Linked DNA regions of Mus musculus: all the other regions are linked to region 5. The links are chromatin contacts, called in public HiChIP or PLAC-seq, capture Hi-C and promoter capture Hi-C maps. All regions are on one chromosome and are shown on one strand. Each heading gives the region's core, a stretch centred on a gene start, on an enhancer-like site or on the middle of the called end of the contact. The rest is flanking DNA. Distances are from core to core; before and after follow the strand shown. Region 1 overlaps Nup214 (nucleoporin 214). Region 2 holds the start of Fubp3 (far upstream element (FUSE) binding protein 3). Region 3 holds the start of Prdm12 (PR domain containing 12). Region 4 overlaps Fubp3 (far upstream element (FUSE) binding protein 3). Region 5 holds the start of Qrfp (pyroglutamylated RFamide peptide).

Region 1 (2,700 bases), core at 57-2,556, 230 kb before region 5:
CAGAGACCAGCTTGTGGTTTGGGGGCTGCTCACATTAGTTAAGCTGACATTGGGTGATGATGCAGAATAAGACAGGCTTTAGGAAAGGCAGCAGTGCAGAGGAACAATGGGGACTGCCAGCTGAGGGGCACGGTGGTGTGAGACAGAAACCTGCTCACTTCAAAATGTTGGGAAATGAACCGTTATAGAGAAATGAGGGCTTGCTTACGCATATCACTGTACTAAAATTAGAATGTGCCGAGCGTGGTGGCGCACACCTTTAATCCCAGCACTCGGGAGGCAGAGGCAGGCAGATTTCTGAGTTCGAGGCCAGCCTGGTCTACAGAGTGAGTTCCAGGACAGCCAGAGCAACTCAGAGAAATCTGTCTGGAAAGAATCCGAAAAAGGAAAAGAAAAAGGAAAAGAAGAAAAAGAAAAGAAAAAAGGAAAAGAAAAAGAAGGAAAAAGGAACTGTATGTGGTTGCTTGCCAGCCTGGACCCTGAGCATAAACTAAGTCTATTACACTGGGAAAAAACTAGACAGATGATCACACAGAGAGAGACAATCATGTATACTTACCTGGCCAAAGACTGACCCACCAGTGTTGGCTGCCTGGCCAAACACAGAACCAGTATTACTAGACCCAAAACCTGTAAGACACAAAGACAAAGATTCAATTTGGAGAAATCTTTTTTAAACATCAAAATTAAACCCAAACCCAAACCCAAACCCAATCAAAACACCCACAGCCTATAGATGTGTTATGAACGTCACTGGATGTAAAAGCCATCACTGGCCTTCTCCAGGGGTGAGTGTACCTGCTCCAGTACTAAACCGCTGGAAAAGATAGGCCTATTTATGTAGCCATGGCATGAATGTATGGAAGTAAACTATCACTTTCTGCTTAGAGGCCTGCTCCACAGGAGGAAATTCATTCCTGGCACTGTAAACAAACTGGTTAAAATCCCAGGCTGACAAGGTCATACACTGGCGGGGAGAAGCTATTATTGTTGTTCTGCTAAATAGACAAGTCCAATTTCTTTCTGAATACTTGTACTTACACCCACAGATTAACACTGCTCTCAGTCTTAGTCACAGCAGCTTTTTGAAGTGGGCAGTTGGTTAGTGAAGAGACTGCTAACTGTGCTGAGACTAAGAGACTGTCCGGTGTCTTACCCTAAGTTGGACTAAAGGCTCCCAGAATACTTTGGAAGACAGAGCAAGAAGTATAAAGAATTGAAGAGCATGACCATCGGCAGGAAGAGAGTAAAACTGTTTTCTAAATACGACATGACTGCTGTGCTCAGGGGCCCACAGCAGGAACCATTTCCTGCTTGCTAACAGTCCAGGACAGAGGGGGCGGAACTCATAACACCCTACGTCTAGTTGAGGACCTACTGGTAGTTAATGGCTACTGGAGAAGGGGAGTAATTTTTCTCCAGAAGTGTATTTATGGATAGTTGTTTGTGATCCAGTAAGCAATCCCATACCTACGTTCATAAAAGCTAATCAAACTGTTAAACTCAGCCAGTCATTAAGAAAGAAAAGAAACAGAAAGCAGGAGGGGTTGTTAGAAAGGAAGGGTTCCAGAGAGGAGGGTAAGATAGGGGGCTGGAGATATGTGATTCTGATCAAATTGTATTATATACATGCATGCAAACACACACAAAAATGTCAATAAATATATTAACAATTAAAAAAAAAACGCTTCCCCACTGAGGAAATGGAGAAAATTCTATGTAAACACAGCTGTTCTTGGTATCCATAAATTCTAGATCTCTGAGAGTACCCAGATATAAAATCTGAGGATGCAGTAGTCTCTTTCATGACGTGGCACGCTGTGGTGTTTGAGCCCGTGTGTCCAGGCTCCCACATATCTTCCATCACCTTGGGATGACTTATGGTACACGGAAGTATACTGGAGAGACTATGTCAACTAGCTGCTACTCTGTCCTGCTCAGGGATAATGGCAAGAAAAAGTGTACATGGTCAGCATAGATCTTCCCTAGTTATTTCAATCCATGGAGGGCCACATCTGCAGGTACAGAACCCATACATGTGGAGGGCCGATTGCGAGGTTCTTACCTCACTGTTAGCATTCTAAAAGTCCCTAGGATTGAACTCTTCTCTCCTACCAGGTCAGGTGGTGGCGGGTGGCATACCGTCACGATCTTGGCTAACAAGAGTACTGCCAGTGACCCACACCAGCAATCATTCTCCCTATCTACATACACTCAAGTACTGGATTCCATCAGAGTGGAGTCTCTTCTGCCAGGTACAACTGGAAGTGAGGCAAGGGATGCAGGCCTATAACTAAGCAGGGTGGAGTTTCCCGGAGAACAGACAACTGGAGGTCGGCCCCAGGATCTAACCAAGCACTTCTATGTTTAAACAAGACCCCTTGGGAGGCTCCAAATTTGGTGAGCCGGCTCAATGATGTTTGTACATACTTTTTAAAGTTCTGTCCTTGATGCTCAGGACAAGCAGTGGCAAGATTTTACTCTCCTTTAAGTCTTAGGCCTTCTCCCTGCCCATTAAATGCCCCTCACCCAGATAGGCCATGTGCTTGCAGTCTCAGGGCACAGGGAGGAGACCAGGTGGTGGTGGGTGGGATGGTGGTGTTCAGAGTTGTGTTTCTCTGCCTACTGTGTCTTTATAGTTGTTTTGGTAAGAATTTAACACTCATTAAAAGAAGGGAAACATTTCTTCTAACAAATTAC
Region 2 (2,700 bases), core at 186-2,685, 240 kb after region 5:
CAACAAGATGGCTCTGACACTCTAGCATTGAGAGAGATCCAGTACATCTTACCAACTAGTGAAAAACAGGGTTCAGGGTCTTGTCCAGCAAAGGAAAACCATGCCCATGAGCAGAGCGGTGGATGCGGAGCTGGGCGCAAGGTCATCCATTACAATCATGGAGTAACTGAAGTATCATCACACTATTGGATACTCACTGCTCCAACTAGGCAGTAACAACCCACCAGAGAAACTTTTGGGTGAGTCCAACATTTGTGGTAGGTTATAAAACAATGTCTACAGAACCATCAGTATTAATATGCAAAGTATAGGGGAGACAGGTAGGGTTTCCTCGAAGGACTACTGGAAAGTGATGAAAAGACCCCATTTTCACGTGACCGGTCAAACTCTCCCAACAATGAGTCCTGTGGCAGGTATTCTACTAGGAACCAAACCGTCATTAGTTACACAGCCCGACTTTCAAAGAACCAGAGAGTTGACAAAGTCAGAGAAGATAAACATCACTGGATAGAGGAAAGTTTGAGCGTCGGGGTAACTTGTCACTAAGTTTCAGGCAAAATACAAGGACAATTTTGTACTAGGCACCATGCCAGGAGCCAGAGAGGTCCCATATTCATTCAGAGAAGCCTAAGTCCTCTAAAAAGCCAGTTTCACTGACAAAACGCACAATATTGCCAGATGGTAGTTTCACGGTCCGAACGAGTCCATCCCACACTCTTCCCAGTAGAGTTAAGACTAATCGCCAGAAGGAACTCTCGAGGACCACCCACTTAACACCTCCCCTTCTCTCTGCAAAATAGAGAATTTCAAATATAAAATATCCTCGAATTTCTTCCAATATGCTTGAAATGCATTAAGTGGAAGGCGAGGTTTCCCAAAGCTGCAGAAGCCACGTCCAGGGCGTGAGATGGATGCCTGGGGTCTACAACCAGGACCTGCTGGGATCTGAATCATGGAGAGCAGGCCGCTGGGTGCAGTCGGGCGCGCGGGCGCCAGGAGCGCTTGGCAAAAGCTTCCTCTGGCCCCGGAGCTCCCGAGGGAACCGCCCGGGCCTCCCGCGACTCGCGGCCCTAGGCGCCCACCGGAGGCGTCGGCGCAGCGGCCTCCCGCCCCCGGCCTCCCGCGCCCGTACCTGCCGGACCCGGTGCAGGGCATCCACAAAGCCCTCAGCCTTCATGCCCACCGGAGCGCTCTGCCCCTGCACCAGCTCCGCCATAGCCAAGCCCACCGCCACCGCCGTCGCTCGGCTCCCCCGGTCCGGCCTCCCACTCCGCTCCGGGACCCGTAGCCGGAAAGGGAAAGTCGCCCCACTTCCGGCGGAAGGGAAGCGAAGGGAAGGCACTGCTAGCTCAGAGGGAGACAGAGAGAGAGAGAGAGAGAGAGAGAGAGATAGGTTGGGGGAAAGCAGCGTCTGTGAGGCGGGGTCTCAAAGCACGTGACCGCTGTCCGGCCGGAAGTGGGGGCGTGGCCGTGGCGCGAGGGGGGCCTGCCCTGGGCACAGGCAGATGTCCGTCAAAAAGACCAGGTTGCGACCCCGCCCTCCAAAGGCGTGGGCCCCAGGCCTTTAGCAAGCGTGGGACCGCCACCGCGGCGCAGGTGCGGCCTTATAGTCCCCCGCTGTGTGGTTTTGCCACCTGACGGAGGAGAAACTTGGACTTGGCTCTTCCAACACCTTACCCAAGCCGTCGAGGTGCACTGGCAGCCCCCTCCCTCTCGAAGTGGGGTCGTGGTGTGCTGCATTGACTGAGATTGAGCACCTTACTTGGTACTAGGACCCTTAGTACGGCAGGGCTCCGCCTTTGCTGCAGGGAGTCCCAGGCTCCAGAATGGGCCATCAGTTTGCCAAGGATCGGTTTGATGACACTGCTCAAAAGAAGCCTGGTGTCCTCTTTCACATTCTTTCACCCGGGTAACAGGAAATACCGTGGGACCATCATTGCTTCCGGGCCTGCTGAGGCAAGAGATCTTTAGGAATGTTTGAATGCTTGAGGGGAAGGAAAAGGGGGGAGTCTCACTTCAGAACCCCCTGCCTCCGTCAGAACAAAAAGTTACACCCCACTGTGCCAATATGTATGGGCAGTGGGTTTGTACGGAAGTTCAGGAGTTCAAGGTCATGTTCTAGGTCACCCGCAGCTAGCTACTTGAAACTCAATTTACTATTCTTTCCTTCCATTCTTCGTTTCAGTGTGTGCGTGTAGAATGTGTCACCACATACATGTGAAAGTCAGAGGACAACTCCCTAGAGTTGGTTATATACTTCCACCATATGGGTCCCGGGAATCAAACAGGTTATCAGGTCTGGCAGCAAACACCCACACCGCGGAGCCACCTCATCAACCCTGAGGCTCTCGTTTTTTTTTTTTCTTGGATTCCTAGAGTTTGGCACATAGCAGATGCTTAGGAAACTAATTCTAAGTTGAATATCGCTGACTCTGAATGATTCCTAGATTATGGCAAAATCAAAGAAGCTGGCCAAACTGCACAGGTTGATCACTTTAGACAGATCATTTCCAAACCCGTAGGGGAGACCAAGCTGGCACTCTGGATGGTGGAGAGTTTTCACTTCATCTATGCTTGAGTTTAGCAAACACAGAGTTTCAATCTTCAGGACAGACTTGGCCCTACTTGACGTTTGTCCTACCAACCTCTGAGGAAACACTGTCCACTCTTCCATACTCCCAACTGGCTGGCCCTGATGAG
Region 3 (2,700 bases), core at 122-2,621, 170 kb after region 5:
TTTAATGGGCGAGGAAGAACCAGCGGTCCCTAACCCCGAGAGGATCCCCGGTGGGGCCTCTGCGGCAGGGGTGGGAGCGTTGAGGCACACAGGGGCGGCCTCCATGTCTTACAAGGTTCCCCTCTAAGCTACCTGGGAAAATACCCGGCGAGCCGGCCGGCTGAAAGGGGGGGTTAAACGGTGTCCATTGCGGAGCGGCCGGCAATTTGTCACGCTGTTAAAGTGATCGCATTCATTCGGTTCCATTCGAAAGAAATTGCTAATTCTAAATTCATTAGCCCTGGAAGAAAGCTGTAGCAGTAAATTGTATCTCAATGCGGAGGGGACTTGTTTAAAAGGGGCCGAGGAATTCCCCTTACAAAAAGGCAGGATTAGATGGTTGACATAGCGTGAATGGAAGTGGAATTAGTCTTCACGGTAAATTAAGAGAGGAACAGCGATCTTAAAGGGGAAGAGAGGGCGTCGCTCAGAGACGCCAGCGCTGGGGAAAGATATTGTTTGCGGGGTGACGAATGAGGAATAAGAACTTGAGACATCTTAAAGAAAAGAAACTTTCTTCGCTCTCTTTCTCTCCCTCGCTCTCTGCGGCTTTTTCTCTCCGGCCTGCCCGCCCTCCGCCCCTTCCCGGCCCCGGCTGTCTTTTAAAGTTTGTGGTTTAAGTGGGAACTTTCGCGGGTCAAGCCCAAGTTAACCAAATGAATTTAAAACCCCTTCTTTTTGAGTCAACTGCTATTACACGCCCAGTAAGGCTTTTAATGCCAGGAAACCGCCAGCTCCAGGCTGGAGGATGGGGTGGGGAGAGACGACACAGGAGAGCCCGGGCTGACCGAGGTAAGTCGCTCCGGTCGTTGGGATCTGGTCCCTGAGCCTCCTGCATTCCTACATGCCTCTTCTCTGCTTCCATGAGGCCGTTGCAACCCAGGTTGGACCCACGAAAAAACTGAGGTGCGCTGATTAGGGAGAGCGCATCCTGGCTGGGAGCGGCAGCCCCAGCCCCTGTGTTCCCCATCTGGACCCGTGCCGCTAACCTGAGAATTGGGGGTAGCCAGGAAGAGCGAAGGAGTGGAGCCCCGACGGCACACTCACCTCCTGAGAAGGACTGCGCCAGGACCTCGGCCGTGAAGGCCGTTTTTGGGCTGGCGTGGTGGCTCTTGTCTTCCAGCAGCTGTTCGCCTAGCACGTTGCGCCATCGGCCATATAAGAAACTGTGCAGGATGTCGGAGGTGATGACCTCTGCCAGCGCCAACCCCGGAGCCTTCAGCCCTGTTTTGAGCACCAGGGCCTCAGCTGGGAGCACAGAGCCCATCATGGGCGGCGGAGGGCTCGCCGCGGGCGCCGAAGGACGGCTAGGTGGACTCCGGAGAGGTGGGCAACGAAGAGGGGTCAAAGGAATGAAAGGAGAGGAGGGTGACACAACACGAGGGAGGAGGAGGAAGAGGAGCAGGAGGAGGGTGCACTGGGGAGTGCGTGGCAAGAGATGGCTGGGAAGACAGGGAGCCAAACCGGAGATTCACAAAATCTGCAGAGATGGCAGAGGCAGCACGGAGGGCTGGAAGTCCGCGGGTGGAGACAAGGGTGGATACCAGGAGGGGTGCGGGAAGGGTGGGCGGCGGGTGGCTGTAGAGAGACAACGACCAAGGACTCTCGGTTTCCCACTAGCCTTCTATACACCCAGCCAGGACCGTCCTCCCCTTAGCAAAATCTCAGCTCTTTTATAGGAGCTGCAGTGACCCTCCTAATTGGTTATTAATGACCCCCTGACGTCGAAGGACAGACTTGTACCCGGCCAGGCTCGAAGGAGCCTTCACCGACAGCGCGAGGGGCGGGGGCAGCGTGCGGACCGCTCAGAATAGTCTCCCTCTGCTCCTCCCTCCCCCCAGCCTTCCTCCTCCTCCCCCTCCTCCTCTTCTCCCCGTGGGAAGCTCCAGGCAGGGAGGGAGGCTCAACTCGCGGCCCGGAGCGAGGAAGGGGGGTGGGGGGGGACGGGTGTTGAAGTAGGGGATGCTGCGCAGCGAGGCTTGCCTTTACTCCCGGGACTAGACTGAGAAAGAGGGGGCGTATGGCTGCAAACCCCGCGGGTCCCCATGCTCACCCGGGCTAAGCAAGATCCTTGATCACTGTGGATCCCAAGCTAGGCCTTCACCTTCCTAGCTCTGCGGGCCACTCCCAGAGCTGCCGGTGCTTTGCCTATCTCCTTAACCAAGCCCAGTACTCTGTCCGATCCCCACCTCTCCTTCGTCCCACACCCTCTGCTCTTTAGAGGCTTCACTCCTTAAGCTGCGGTGGCAACCCGGACAGCTTGGGAGATGCAGATCTCTTGCGCTGGCAGCGCTACCCAAGCGGGCGCTTCGTCCTAAACGGGCTCCCCAAGAGCTCTGCTCGCTGCGCACAGCCAGTGTAAAACTTCCGTCACCAGCACAGAGGGCTGCTGAGGAGTCGCCGTCGGGGCTGGATCTCACCTACCATAGAAAGGTTACCAGCCCTAGGAGTACTAAGTTGGGGTGGGGAGTATTGAAAGGTCATCAGATACTCACATCTGTGGAATACCCTAGAGCAATGCAAGATGGGAATTGCAGACACCCAAAATGCCTCTGAAATTGCGGACGGCCCAGGGCAAAGCCATCTGCTGGGCCCTGCTTTGGAATCAGTCTACTGGGATTTCAACCTAGGAAGCCACCAGACGTTCCTCTTTCTTTTTGG
Region 4 (2,700 bases), core at 177-2,676, 220 kb after region 5:
TATGATACCACACCCAGCTCAAAGGCTCTATTCGGAAAGAAAGGCAGAAACTGGTCTAAGGCACTAAGAATAGGCACCCTGGAAAAGTTACATGCTAATTACAGCTTAAAAGGAAATGCTTATCAGCATTTCATACTAACAACCTCACATAAGTTATTTTAACTCATTAAACAAACAAAACAATGAAACAAGAAATTCAGGCTAAACCTTCCAACTTAACTGACTGTTGGTGATGTTAACAGACCCAGCATTTTATGTACAACAGGGAGGGAGCAGCTATGTCACTTGCAGCACAGGTTAAGGACATCAACTGACAGTTAACATTCTCTGCAGAAGAGAAGACCACAGTCCCCGGAGCACTTTCCCCTTTCCTGTGGGTGATGCTATGACCAGATACTCTTATCTTACAGATGGGCCTTTTTAAAGCCTAGGGTCTTTGTATCTAAATCCTCAACTTAATGGAGGGCTATGGGGGAAAAGAGAAGCTGAGAAGAAACTAGGCACTTAGCCAAGATTCTCCCAACAAATCCTCAATCCCAGGCACATCTTGCTTTCGAAGCCCCCAACACTCTGTTCACCCAAGAATGCATTCTTCTCCTGTGAAGAGGCTGAAGATCTGAGTACTGGAAGATCCACAGAACCAGCAGGACAATGCCGTCCCTCCTTTCAAATCTAATCTACAGTGGAAGAGAGCAACTCCTCTATTGTCAGAGTCTCTTGAGGCTCTACAGGGGCTGGTTTAGTGCCTCGGATCAGTCTGTTCCTCTGGCCTGCACTGTTCTGGAGAGGGCTGCAGGAACCATGGATCTTAAGAAAATCTAGCCCCTGGCTTCCCACACTTCCAACCTCTGACTTGCTAACACTCCAGTGCAGATGGTGGATCAATAAACAATTAGAAATGATCAATAAATAATAAAACATAACCCACTGCTTACCTTTGATGTACCAAGGCCCCTAACTGGTTACCTACTGTGGCAAAGAGAAAGAGAAAAGAAAAATCAAAGCATTAGCACGGATAAACTAACTCCATCCTTACCCACATTCTTACTGTTCAGGGGGTGGGAGGGAGGCAGAAAGAAAGCAAACAGTAATTTAGGCTCAGTGGCTGAAATGAATGCGTTATGTGATATGAAACAGGAGGGGACATCTTGCTCAACAGCCTCTAACCCAGTGTCCAGCTGAACGAAGGATAAGAAATTGATCTGTATGTCCACATGCTGAGAGCCTACGAGGGAAGCCTGTCTGTCTAAATCCTGCTCTCTCCCTCTTGCCCGGCATCCAAACCCAACGAAGATACTCAGGACGCTCCTGCTCTTTTAAAACCAAATGAGCAGATTTACCTCCATGGAAGCACAGTTGAAGACTGCTCCAAGGCAGCTGTAGTTACAAAGAACATGCACATATGTCCCTGTTTTGTCATCCCTTACCCCACCCAGAACAATTCAGAGAAGACCAGGCTCCGCCCTCCTGCAGCAGCTTCTCTAGCCCATTTCACAGAGTTGAGTGGCAACAGCCTCTCACTATTAGAACAGACTCTGCAATCTCATTCCCAGAGCGGCTGTCAGACTCCCTGATCTGGTTTCTGTCTCTCAGCTATTGATGTGCTCCTCCTTCACCAGCCATCAGCAGAAATGGTTCTATGCTGCTTCTCTTCTGGAAAATGCAGTTCAAGAAATATAGTCAGCAGACAGAGGGAGATTATAAACCCAAACCAATAGTAAAGAACTGAACGGACCTTTCAAGATGCTAAAAAAGCATTCAAAAGTGTGTCTCTGGGGAAGCACACCAATATCTGGAAAGAGTGAAGGCTTAAGAGCTGCTGCGTCCTGTCCAGTTACCTGCCATCCTCTGAACACTGGAGGACTATAGAGAGACAAAGGAGTGCAATCCAGACCCTGATACTCCAAAAGGAGAAACAATACAGCAAAAGTAAACTACTAAGTTCACTGAAGCTATTGATCCAAGAAAAAACAAAAAACAAAAACCATATTCCATCTGGATCAATAGCAAGATGATGGTCTGCAGCCAAAGCACAGACGCTGGACACTGTTAGTCGCTTATCTCAGAGATAGAGTTGTTTTTTAATTGACTCTTAGAACTTTCTTTGCCCTTACCCAGTGCTGGATTCCCATTCGCATGAAATCTGGACACTCTCCAGATTAGGAAAGGAATCCCCATCATAGGCTTTTGCCCAAGAACTGTCCACTAAGGGGGACAAAACAACACACCAAAGAAAGGGGCAAGGGCAGAGGCTTGTGGGGCTGCACAGCTGTTCTACCCCTGTAAAGCCAGCCTCAGTTACATATACACAGATGTCAAGGGCAGCCTGGGCTATAATGAGAGCCCTACCTCAAAAGTTTAGCTTTCCAATTTCCATCAGAATCCCTCTACTAGAGGGTGAAGAGTCCACTGAATACAGAAGAACTAAACACTGCACGTGAATAAGGTCCTGAGAGCTACATGGCAGAGCAGGCTCAGAGACACTGCAGGCTGATGATCTTCAGTTATGACAGAAGCCACAGGAACACAGCAATGGGTGACTTGGTGACAAAGAACTGTGTAAGCCTCACTGGAATATTCCAGGGTTTCTGTTTAAACAGCATTCAGTGACAGCCTGTGCTCACAACTGAAATTCCTTTTTGTTGGCAAGGTACATGTCGTGGGCCTCACACCTGCTATTATTCTAACTGCTTCCCTGAC
Region 5 (2,700 bases), core at 138-2,637:
AATTCCTCCTGTAACACTGCTTCCTTCTTTGCTCAGCCTCTAACCTTGACAAGGCCCATCCTGCTCGATGACATCAGAAACACCCTCAACTCCAGACTCCACGCTGGCCTGGACAGCAGCTGCTGGCAAGGTCCCCCATCATGGCGGACAGTAGCTGAAGACACTGGGGCTCAAGGATCAGAGGGACAGATGCAGGCAGGAACCCAGGAGTGTGCCTGAAAAGCGCTTTGGGAGTCTGCCCAGCCCTCAGAGCCAAGTGTTTGATTAAAGCAAATGTCTGAGCTGGCCTCCCAGCCCCATAGTCACAGCACGGCAGGTGGGAGCCCAGTGTGAACTGAGGAACTGAGTGGGCCACAGGGGAAGGGTCCCACCCTACCATGCAGTTGCTGAATCCAGGGTGTGTGGGTGGGGCATTGTCATTAGTCACCGGAAGAACTGCACTGAGTAGTGGCCCTGGAATGGGCAGTGACCACACCTTGGCCAGAGCACCCGTGGTCAGCATCCAGAGGGAGTCTGGTAAAAGGAGGAGGCTATGGAGATGAGGTATCTACAGCCCCTGCAGACACACACTCACTGCGGTGGTGCCGGCCGGTAAGAACAGCACCCAGCCGTGGACTCAGCGGAAGAGAAGTCATGGTGTGTGGTTAGGGGTGGTGGTGACAGACAACCCTGTCCTTCCTGAGGGTGCCAGTGTGGGAGGAAGGCCTCATTACCTGCCCTACACCTTTGCCAAGTCTACACCTAGCTAACTCGATGCCTTATCTCCCAGCCACCTTGACAGCCACTGGGGAGGTAGGTATGATCATACTCCGCCATTTAGAAGGGCAGGCCCTGTGGCTTTATGTCTGGATGGGCAGCCAACTCTGGAAAGTATGACCAGCCATGAGGCCGCATGGTGAGAGAGACAGAACATACCACTGTTGTCACAGACTGAGTGTGTTGCTGGAGCTGTCGCCCGAGAGGGACCTGCTTAGCCATGAGTTCTAAACCTTGAACCCCTCAGAACCAAGAATTCCTGCCCAGTTTCATGTCTCCCGAGGCTCCTAAGGAGGGGTATATCATATACCAGAACACCTCATCTGCCTACAGAAGGGACTGGGTGTCCATGACCCTCCAAGCCCTCTCAGCAGTGAGGATGCTGCCTCTGTAAGCCCACCGTCTCTGGAGGGAGACCAAGGCAGGGCCACCATCAGGGTTCTCAAGAGTGGGCCTCCATGTCTCCACCGGGAACCTCCAGTGTCTGAGCCCGCGGTTGACCCGTGATGATGCTCTCTGTGCTGCAAGGGTGGCGCCCGCCACTCTTCATCAGACCACATCCTGTTTGCGTTGTCTCTTTGTCCTTTGGCCCACGGTGCCCCTTCCTTCACCACCAGCAGCCCCAAAGGAATCCTGGGGCTAGGAATGCATAGCAATCAGGCAGGCTGGGGCTCGCCTCTCCAGGGAGCTTTATAAAGCGGGGGAACCCCAGAGCCATGCCTGCTGGACCGGGACCTGAGCAGCTCTGCCTGACAACTGGGGTCCAGGGACTCACCTGCCCTTCTTAGAGCAGCCCTCAGCACAGTGAGTACAGCAAGGGACGGGAGGCCAGGCTCTCCAGGTGAGCTGGGTGCAGGCGGGTACAGCCAGCACCACGAGCCACACACCAGGAAGGGCGGGTGTGTGGGAGACCCGCAGCTTCATCCTCAGCTCAAGTTCCACCAGAGCCAGCCGGCCCTAGATGCCAGCCAGGAAGTATTAATCTCTGGGGATAAAGACCATTCCTGGTCCTCCCCTTCTATGGGGAGAAGGGAATGAGACTTGTCTGTCCCATGTGGGGGGCCCTGCCCTCTCCACCCGTGCCTGAGGAAGCCCCTTTAGCAGCAGCAGACTGGAGGCTACTCCAGGCCCTGGGGACTAGGGGGCTTAGCAAGCTGGATTTGGGTAGAAAGCAGGGCTGCTTTTGTTGTTGTTTTTGAAGCTTTCTGGCTGCGCTCACTTCTTTGAAATGTTTTCAAGGGAGCTGTTTCTGGAAAGAAGTCGTCCCCCCTGTCCCCCCCCCTCCCCCCTCCGTCCCCCGCCACTTCCAGCTTCAGGGGCTTCCTCAGAGGATGAGCCAGCTCGGCTCAGCTCACCCATGGTCACTGCAAACACAAGCATCCTCTGTGAGGGAAGGGAACAGTTCCCACCAAGGGATGTGGGGGGGGGGACCTCGAGACAATGAGACAGGTATGGGGGCACAGAGTAATGAGGCTACCTTGAATTCAGCTCTCTTTCTTATAAAGCTGTAGGACCTAGGGCAAACCCTGAGGCTCTCTGTGCCTGAGGTCCTAGGGGGGGTGGCCCCGGGGTTGGTGGGCTGGATGGCTATCATCAGGAAGCAATCATTTCCCTAGAGACTGGCACAGGGAGAAACCACACTGACATTAGAGCCCAGAGCTGTGTGGTGGGGCAGCGTTTGCTGTAGACAGACTTACTGTACAGAGAAACCCATTCACCAGAGCCTGTCCTGCCCAGTGGGAGCTCAGTGGGTGCTGGCTGTCCCCAGCCTTGCCTCTAGCTCCTCCCCAGGTAGGAGTTTGACTTACACAAGGGCCACCAGGCCCATTTCCCCCTCCCAAGAGCAACTTGTTCCTGAATTAGGGAGACAGTGGGGTTTCCCAGCAGAGCTGCTAGACCTATTCATTATCAAGTTGAAAACACGGCAGCTTCTCACTCTGCCTA

Evidence for each region. Promoter capture Hi-C pulls out the DNA fragments that hold promoters and counts their contacts. HiChIP or PLAC-seq counts read pairs in DNA pulled down with a chosen protein or histone mark. Capture Hi-C pulls out chosen DNA fragments and counts their contacts.
Region 1: a promoter capture Hi-C map of hippocampal neurons shows a contact between it and region 5, with 2.5 times the contacts expected there. The contact joins the enhancer-like site here to the promoter of Qrfp in region 5. A contact is called at or near these places in 11 of 39 promoter capture datasets (the 3T3-L1 cell line, the C10 cell line, cranial neural crest and 8 more), 1 of 484 Hi-C or Micro-C datasets (the P5424 cell line) and 3 of 9 other capture datasets (embryonic stem cells, liver and pancreatic islet).
Region 2: a contact with region 5 is called in an HNF4G HiChIP or PLAC-seq map of pancreatic cancer cells. The contact joins the promoter of Fubp3 here to the promoter of Qrfp in region 5. A contact is called at or near these places in 12 of 39 promoter capture datasets (the 3T3-L1 cell line, the HPC-7 cell line, cranial neural crest and 8 more), 1 of 484 Hi-C or Micro-C datasets (nephron progenitors), 1 of 115 datasets of contacts at active chromatin or transcription factors (pancreatic cancer cells) and 2 of 9 other capture datasets (adipose tissue and macrophages).
Region 3: a contact with region 5 is called in a capture Hi-C map of macrophages, with 4 times the contacts expected there. The contact joins the promoter of Prdm12 here to the promoter of Qrfp in region 5. A contact is called at or near these places in 8 of 39 promoter capture datasets (the 3T3-L1 cell line, 3T3-L1-derived adipocytes, the SN4741 cell line and 4 more), 1 of 115 datasets of contacts at active chromatin or transcription factors (bone marrow-derived macrophages) and 3 of 9 other capture datasets (adipose tissue, liver and macrophages).
Region 4: a contact with region 5 is called in a promoter capture Hi-C map of embryonic stem cells, with 2.8 times the contacts expected there. The contact joins the enhancer-like site here to the promoter of Qrfp in region 5. A contact is called at or near these places in 10 of 39 promoter capture datasets (the 3T3-L1 cell line, cranial neural crest, embryonic stem cells and 6 more), 2 of 484 Hi-C or Micro-C datasets (liver and nephron progenitors), 1 of 115 datasets of contacts at active chromatin or transcription factors (cardiomyocytes) and 2 of 9 other capture datasets (adipose tissue and liver).

The regions. Positions count from the first base shown.
Region 1 is chr2:32,036,032-32,038,731 of GRCm38.p6, reverse strand. Nup214 (nucleoporin 214) reads right to left here. Exons shown (of 36, transcript NM_172268.2): 30 at 560-630. Among named protein-coding and RNA genes, the nearest start is that of Mir7674, 14 kb to the left of the region's middle. Within about 2 kb of position 1,306, at least 106 of the 459 cell types and tissues checked have an H3K27ac peak or open chromatin away from gene starts, as enhancers often do. A contact at or near this core is called in the P5424 cell line, hematopoietic stem and progenitor cells, hippocampal neurons and 2 more, where this site is marked.
Region 2 is chr2:31,571,386-31,574,085 of GRCm38.p6, reverse strand. It overlaps Fubp3 (far upstream element (FUSE) binding protein 3), which reads right to left and starts at 1,435. Exons shown (of 18, transcript NM_001033389.4): 1 at 1,133-1,435. The coding sequence starts at 1,216.
Region 3 is chr2:31,638,708-31,641,407 of GRCm38.p6, reverse strand. Prdm12 (PR domain containing 12) reads right to left here and starts at 1,371. Exons shown (of 5, transcript NM_001123362.1): 1 at 1,087-1,371. The coding sequence starts at 1,309.
Region 4 is chr2:31,590,732-31,593,431 of GRCm38.p6, reverse strand. It overlaps Fubp3 (far upstream element (FUSE) binding protein 3), which reads right to left. Exons shown (of 18, transcript NM_001033389.4): 3 at 936-969. Among named protein-coding and RNA genes, the nearest start is that of Fubp3, 19 kb to the right of the region's middle. Within about 2 kb of position 1,426, at least 17 of the 459 cell types and tissues checked have an H3K27ac peak or open chromatin away from gene starts, as enhancers often do. A contact at or near this core is called in embryonic stem cells, where this site is marked.
Region 5 is chr2:31,809,267-31,811,966 of GRCm38.p6, reverse strand. Qrfp (pyroglutamylated RFamide peptide) reads left to right here and starts at 1,387. Exons shown (of 2, transcript NM_183424.4): 1 at 1,387-1,560.